Linked DNA regions of Mus musculus: region 1 is linked to region 2. The links are chromatin contacts, called in public Hi-C maps. All regions are on one chromosome and are shown on one strand. The core of a region is the stretch at or near the end of the contact, and the rest is flanking DNA. Distances in the headings are between cores, read along the strand shown.

Region 1 (3,218 bases), core at 250-2,749, 210 kb before region 2:
AAAGCTCAAAACACATCAGTTTGACATAGTTTATAACATGCAGATTTATTATTTTGCATAATAATTAGGCATGAAATGAAAGTTCTTTGTATATATAACCACGATTAGGAGTAATAGCGACTTGTAGAAGTTCTCCTTCTCCATTGAGTTCTCCAGCTGGTACCACCCTTGCCAGTCGGCACTTGCGTCTGATGCCTTCTACTGTTGAGTAGCATCCTTCCGTAGCATCCTCAGTAACTGCCTTCTGCCCAGCCGTGCTCCATTGCTTTCCTCCCCTTCTTCTCACTGCTTAAACAAGAGCAGAGTCTGTTTTCCCAGCTTGCTGCAGTTTGGGTGTCTTTGCTTTTGTCTTCTTCAGCCCTGGGCATGCTGGGCAAAAGCTTGGCTGTAACATGTCCATCAAAGGCCCGTGTGTCAGGAGCCGAGCCCAGCATGGTGCTGTTGAGGGGAAGTGGGACCTTGAGCACTACGGTCTAGTGGTGGGTCCTTTGGGTCACTGGAGGCAAATCCCTCCCAAAGGAGTCTGGGGGACATTCTGTGTCGGCCTGGTGTCTGAGATAGGATCTCTGCTTGCCTGCCATACCTACTAGCTCACCCTCTGTGCTCACAAGTAGCGGGGTCCAGTAGAGGACAACCTCCAACCCTAGCCAGAGTAGCCTTGTCTCTCGACAAGTGGGCGCCTGTGCTGTTAGAGTGAGGGGAAGGCGCTTAGTTCTCAGCTGGCTGGGATTAACAGGAGAAGTCCTTTGCTCTTTCTGAAATCTGTCTCTTGTGTTGGAGCATCTGTGAGGTAAAACCAGCACATCACGTGTGCTGCCTCCTACTTAACTCTTACAAGATGGACACCCCAGCACCCAGGAACACATTACCTGCGCTTAGAGCTGATAGAAGAGTCGGTACAAATGTGACCACCATGCTGAGGAGAGGAAAGGGATGTTGAATCAGGACGGGAAGTAAACACTTCAGTGGAATCCGAGTCTGGTTTGAAGCCTCAGGGGCTCAGCCAGATGGAAGCAGACCTGTTTCCTTCATCAGACCCAGCTGAACCCAAAAGCCAGAATTTCTCTTAGTTGCCTTAAAATACAGTTCAGTCAGTCCTACTTAATCAGAAAGGACAGACTCCTGGGACTGGAGATATCATCTACACAGATGCCCTGGAGCACTTAGTAGCCCGGAGTGAGCTTTATGGTGGCTGAGAAGACAGGTGCAGATTTTACTAATGTGGGTGGGGCTCGTCTTGTCTTTATCCAGACAAGAGCTCTGTGCTATATACCTCCCCTGTGGGAAAGGCGGCAAAGCTCTTTCAGGATCTGGGTTTATAACAAGAAGGAAGGCACTGCCAGTGCTTTGTAATTTAGGATTTGTATCCCACTTACATCTAAATACTTGAGAACTACCAGGCTAGAAACTGGGCGGTAGGCTGTGGTAGGCCCTGGGGCAGCTGACTTACGCAGATGAGCAAAAAACTTGGATTCTGTTCTGCATACACAGTTTCTATTACAGTGTCCTTTGAGTGAGGCTGTTTTTGTACCTTGGAACTATTCAAGCCCAGCAGTTACTCATATCTTAGTGTGAGTCATCCAAGCAGATATTTGTTTTTTTTTTTCCTAATACTTCCTTAAGATCAGATATTTTAGAAAAAAGAATGTTGGTAGGAGAGAAACTTGTATGATTTACATCTGTTTTGTTTGTTCAGGCTGCTATTTATATCTAGTTTGTTTGTTCAGCATGTATTCTGGGGCTGTTGTAAGCAATAGTGATGAAGTTCTGACACTTGTAAAGGCAGGAAAGTCTGAAATCAGTGTCATGTTTGATGTCTGGTGTGATTCATAGATGGCATCTTCTTGTGGCCTTTCGTGAAGGAGGGCAGGAGGGCCCTTTTTGGCATCTCTTTTGTGGTACTGGGTCTTAGATGCAAGGTCAGATACTCTCCATCTGTGCCCCTGGTCCTCTTTGCATTTAAAAACATGAGATAGCCTTAGTAAGTGGCCTAGACTAGCCTTGAGCTCACTTTGTAGCCCAAGTAGGCCTTGAACTTGAGGTCCTCTGTTGTTTTCTTGATGGCTGTGGCTAGAGTGTAGATCACAGTGTCATAGGATTTAGACATCTCTCTCAGCAGGGTGCTGGTCCTGTCCTCATGAGCTGAGCTAGTCATTACAAGTGGCCCATTGCCTCAGAGGTCACATGGAGGGTTAGGACTTTTGAGGAGACACAGCACTCAATGCACAGCATATCGACTCGTGCATGGCACTTCAGTTGCTTTGGTGACATTTGATCACAGAGCATAGACTGCTGGAGGGAAGCATTGGTGACACCCCCCCCCCCCATATATGGTCATCACTAGGTCACGTGATTCAATGATTCACGTCATAGATGAACTGAGATGGCAGTGCTGAGGACTGAACTCAGGGCCTTGGGTATACAAATATGTGTTCTGCCACCTAACTACAGCCCAACACCAGAGTAAACTTAAAACAAACAAATAAGCAAAACACCAACATGTGTTTTATCCCATTCAACTATAAACAGTATCTACTTAACCAGTAAGAAATGTGCTCAGTGGAATTTGTTAATGGGAGCCCAATTCTTATACATAAGCTCAGAGTTGGATCAAGACCAACTTCCACCATCAAGGTTATCCCACAAATTTCACCTTTGTCCCTTTCCTTAGGTCACCATCTTCCTGCAGGTTATTTAGAAACTGCTCCTTAGTTTTGAAATACTTGAACATTTATTTCCCTTTCATTGTTGTTACTGTTGTTTCTGATTTCTAGCTTGGTTTCATTGTAATCAGAGAAGACATTTAGCCTGATCTTTTGTTTCAAGTTTACTGGAGCTTGCCTGGGGTCATCTTGGGGTGTGGTCCATGGATATTTTGAAAGACAGGTACATTCTACTATTTAATACATTGTTCCATAAATGTTGATTAGGAATTGTGGCTTGATGGAGAGCTGTTGGGTTCTTTATTGTTGATTTTCTGTTTTATGAACTTTTAAGCGACTAGGACAGGGTGACAGGGATGGGGGGAGGTGGAAGGGGAAAGGGAGAGGAGGTGAGAGGTGGAGGAAGTGGAGTCAGGGGAGAGGAGAGGAAGAAATGGAGGGAAGCTAGCTGCCTGCTGAGTCTCCAGGTGTCTGTTGGTGACCTTTTCAGTCCTGTTTTTGCTCCATGGTTTCCAGTTTTGCTGTTAAATATATGCTGTATCTTCATGAATTAGC
Region 2 (3,359 bases), core at 368-2,867:
GCTCTTCATGGGTATGCAGGGATGATAGCTTGTAGTCATTGCTGTCAGTGAAAGACTATATTTATAGCTTATCAGTATGGCATCATATGAAGATCAGCATTATCAAAATATGAAATTCTTCAAAATTTAAAGCTATTTTATACAAAAATGATATACATTTAAAATACAATGGTGATGTATGGAACAATATTTCCTTATATGTACACTCCTTTATATAAGTATATATTTTTAAGACTACAATATATTCTCTATTCCCTAAGGTGGAAATGTCAATTCAGGAAATCAGGCCCATTCTTGCTACCACATTGGATGTTGCTTCCAGCCCTTCTGAATCAGAGAAGATTTTAAATAAATATCTGGAATTGGATATCCAAGTCAAGGTAAATGAAAGTTATTTCTAGGACCATAATGTTGAAAATAATTATTTAAAAACAATTTCCAAAGATATGGCATTTAGTTCCAGCTCCCTTAAGAGCTGCAATTATAGCCGGGCGGTAGTGGAGGATGCCTTTAATACCAGCACTTGGGAGGCAGAGGCAAGTGGATTTCTGAGTTTGAGGCCAACCTGGTTTACAAAGTGAGTTCCAGGACAGCCAGGGCTATATAGGGCTAACCCTGTCTCGAAAAACCAAAAAAAAAAAAAAAGAGCTGTAATTATAAGTTAATACAGATAATGACATGAAAATCACATACACTGTTATGTGTGTCTAAGTTGTGTGTATTTTTTTGTGTCCATTTATTAGCATATTTATTGCAACTGTAGGCAACTGTAGTTTTCAGATTCTTAGCTGGCATTGGTTCTCTGCCTGAGAACAGACTCGTGTTAGCAACACTTTCGAGGTGCCAGACTAGGCAGGAAAGCACTCCTCTAAGATTGTGACTTCTTACAAGAATTTCACAATAAAATCACACAGAATTTCCAGAAACAACATGCGTCATCTGCAATCTTTAATAAGGCAAATCTAAACTTGCTTCACCTCCATATTCAGACACTGAGTGCCCGCCCCAAGTGTGGCTCTGCCTTGGATTTAGAGACTCCTGCCAGGCCGGAGCTTCTCACACTTCCTAAGGCTGTGGCCCCTTAACACAGTTCTTCATGTGGTGGTGACCCCCAACCATAAAACTGTAATTTTGCTGTTATGAATCATAATGTAAATTATATGCAAGTTATCTGTTTGGTGACCCCCCAAGGGGGTTGCACCCCACAGGTTGAGAACCTCTGCCCTAGAGGTTCCAAATCTACACTGTCTGCCTGCCCTGTAGAATTTTAAAGTGAGTGCCTCCCCCGCACCCCACTCACCTGCATCAGCAAGAAAAACCCCATTTCTCCTGGTTTCCACAGAAGACCCTCACTCAAAACAGCCCCCTCCCTGTGGATAGGCACACTGGTTTTTTTTTTTTTCTTTCCTCCTTATTAGAATAGGATTTAGAAACATCTTCATTTAAAATGCCTAAGCCTTGTCTGAAGGCATTCTCTGTTTAGAATTTAGAAGCATGAGAGAGAACTCAGGGGGAGAAATCCCTTGCTCCTCGTTTTTCTGCAGTGTGTTGTCACGAAGCAGGACTGGCAAATTGCAGCTCAGTGCAGTCAGTGGGGTTCCTGGCAAGCATGTTAACACAATGGGGAAGATGTCCCTTGTGCTGCAAGTGAGAGCACAAACATTTTAATTCTGCTTCATTCCTCCCTTGTTCTCGGGAAGTTTTGCAGGGATTTCTTTCTGTGGCTCTTAGTCATGTATCACTCAGTGATGACGATGCACTCTGAGAACCGGGCCGTTGCACGATTTGGCTGGTGTTGTGTGAGCATCACAGTGTGCACTTAACACAGACGTAGGCAGTCGCCAGACATTGTTCCTTGATGCCGTAGAGAAATGTAAACACCGTGTATGAAGCTGCTGCCAGCTCAAGCAGGTCTCCTCCCTTAAAGTACATTTCTCCTATGTGTAGAAGAATCCTCCAACAATAAAAATAGTGATAGCAAATATATGAACCAGTAACACAGTTAATTAGGAAGCATTATGTGCTGCACATAATTATATATGCTGTACTTTTATATGGCCGGCAATAATAATTTTGTTTATACACCGTTGGAATAGACATGCAGGTAATGTATTAAAAGGGATCAGAAAGACCAGCTCTCCCTAAGGGCAATTAACTAGGAGTTAAGCACTGTTAAATATTATTAAGAATGCTAATGCTATGACAGGTCTTTATTGTAAGCACCTTTTAGTGTTTACTTTCCCCACAAATAAGCTAAGCTGCTGGGAACCTGGCCAGTTTGAGCTTTTGATTGACAGCTGTCAGATTCTTCTTTGTATCCCATTACCTTGAATGGGGGCTGTTAGCTTAATAATCCCTCTTACTGGCTACTGGCTAAACTGTCATAGTGGGATCTTGGCTTTGAGCACTTCATGGATGCCTTAAAGAAGCTAGACTTGGGTACAAGGAGTACAGCGATCAGGACTGTGGCTGAGGCCATAGGCTTCAGCTTCTGGGGGCCTTGCTCTAGACCAGGGATCTCAACCCGTGGGTCATAGCCCCATTGGGAGGAAGAGTAGGGCTCAGCCTCAACCCAAACCTTGAGAGGCTGGACCTACAGGAGGCTTGTCAGTGGTGCTTTTAAAGAGCTTGTGATTGAGACAGTAGGGAAGTTCACATATCCAGGCTGTCACTGAGAGAGAGATTCAAAACGTAAGCACCAGCATGCCATGTCCCCTCTCTACCTGTGCAAGCAGGTTGTTTGTCTGAGGAGTCCCTCTCCTTCATGATATCCCTCTGTGTTTTAACAGTAGGACCCAAGAAGTTCCTCTCCTGAATGATATCTTAGTTTACTTGTGGTCTGTATCGTGGGTAGAGCAGGCTGAACTGAATTGTATAATGGTCAGGTAAGACCCCTGGGGCTTCCGACACTGGTGGCAGAGGCAACAGCAGTGGCAAAGAAGTAGCAGAACTGAAGAGTGAGTGTCAGAGGGTGCCCGGGAGCTGAGAGCCTGATGTCTGGAGCTAAGGCCTGCATAGCAACACCAATGGCAGAATCCTAGGGTAGCTAAGAAAAGTCTGAGAAGCCAAGAGACAGGGAAGCTCTAAAAGCTGGAGCTGAGAGTTCAAGCATTGTAAGCTAGGCTTGCTAGGAGCTTTCAAGAGTTCTACCATGGACCGAGGAGCCCAGAGTCCCAGCACAACACATCTCAGGAGCCGTAAACTGCTTACTGGGTCTTGATTCTCTATGTCCCCGGGGCATTATGCGTCTACCTTAAGCACCAGAACAAAAGGTCTTCAGCTTTGGACAGAGCCAAGGAAGGGCTGGAGATGGCTTTCAGATTCAAGTGCCTTTTTTCCCTTCCTTTTTGGAATTCTGA

What was found. A called contact is a pair of places that touch in the nucleus more often than the background predicts.
Region 1: a Hi-C map of cortical neurons shows a contact between it and region 2, with 3 times the contacts expected there. The contact joins two enhancer-like sites. A contact is called at or near these places in 1 of 39 promoter capture datasets (hippocampal neurons), 9 of 484 Hi-C or Micro-C datasets (cortical neurons, embryonic fibroblasts, embryonic stem cells and 3 more), 2 of 115 datasets of contacts at active chromatin or transcription factors (both in embryonic stem cells) and 3 of 9 other capture datasets (embryonic stem cells, liver and pancreatic islet).

Annotation. Positions count from the first base shown.
Region 1 is chr2:77,267,017-77,270,234 of GRCm38.p6, reverse strand. All of the region lies in intron 1 of Sestd1 (SEC14 and spectrin domains 1), which reads left to right. Among named protein-coding and RNA genes, the nearest start is that of Sestd1, 12 kb to the left of the region's middle. Within about 2 kb of position 1,499, at least 126 of the 459 cell types and tissues checked have an H3K27ac peak or open chromatin away from gene starts, as enhancers often do. A contact at or near this core is called in cortical neurons, where this site is marked.
Region 2 is chr2:77,054,914-77,058,272 of GRCm38.p6, reverse strand. Ccdc141 (coiled-coil domain containing 141) reads left to right here. Exons shown (of 24, transcript NM_001025576.3): 10 at 261-380. Among named protein-coding and RNA genes, the nearest start is that of Gm39862, 14 kb to the left of the region's middle. Within about 2 kb of position 1,617, at least 16 of the 459 cell types and tissues checked have an H3K27ac peak or open chromatin away from gene starts, as enhancers often do. A contact at or near this core is called in cortical neurons, where this site is marked.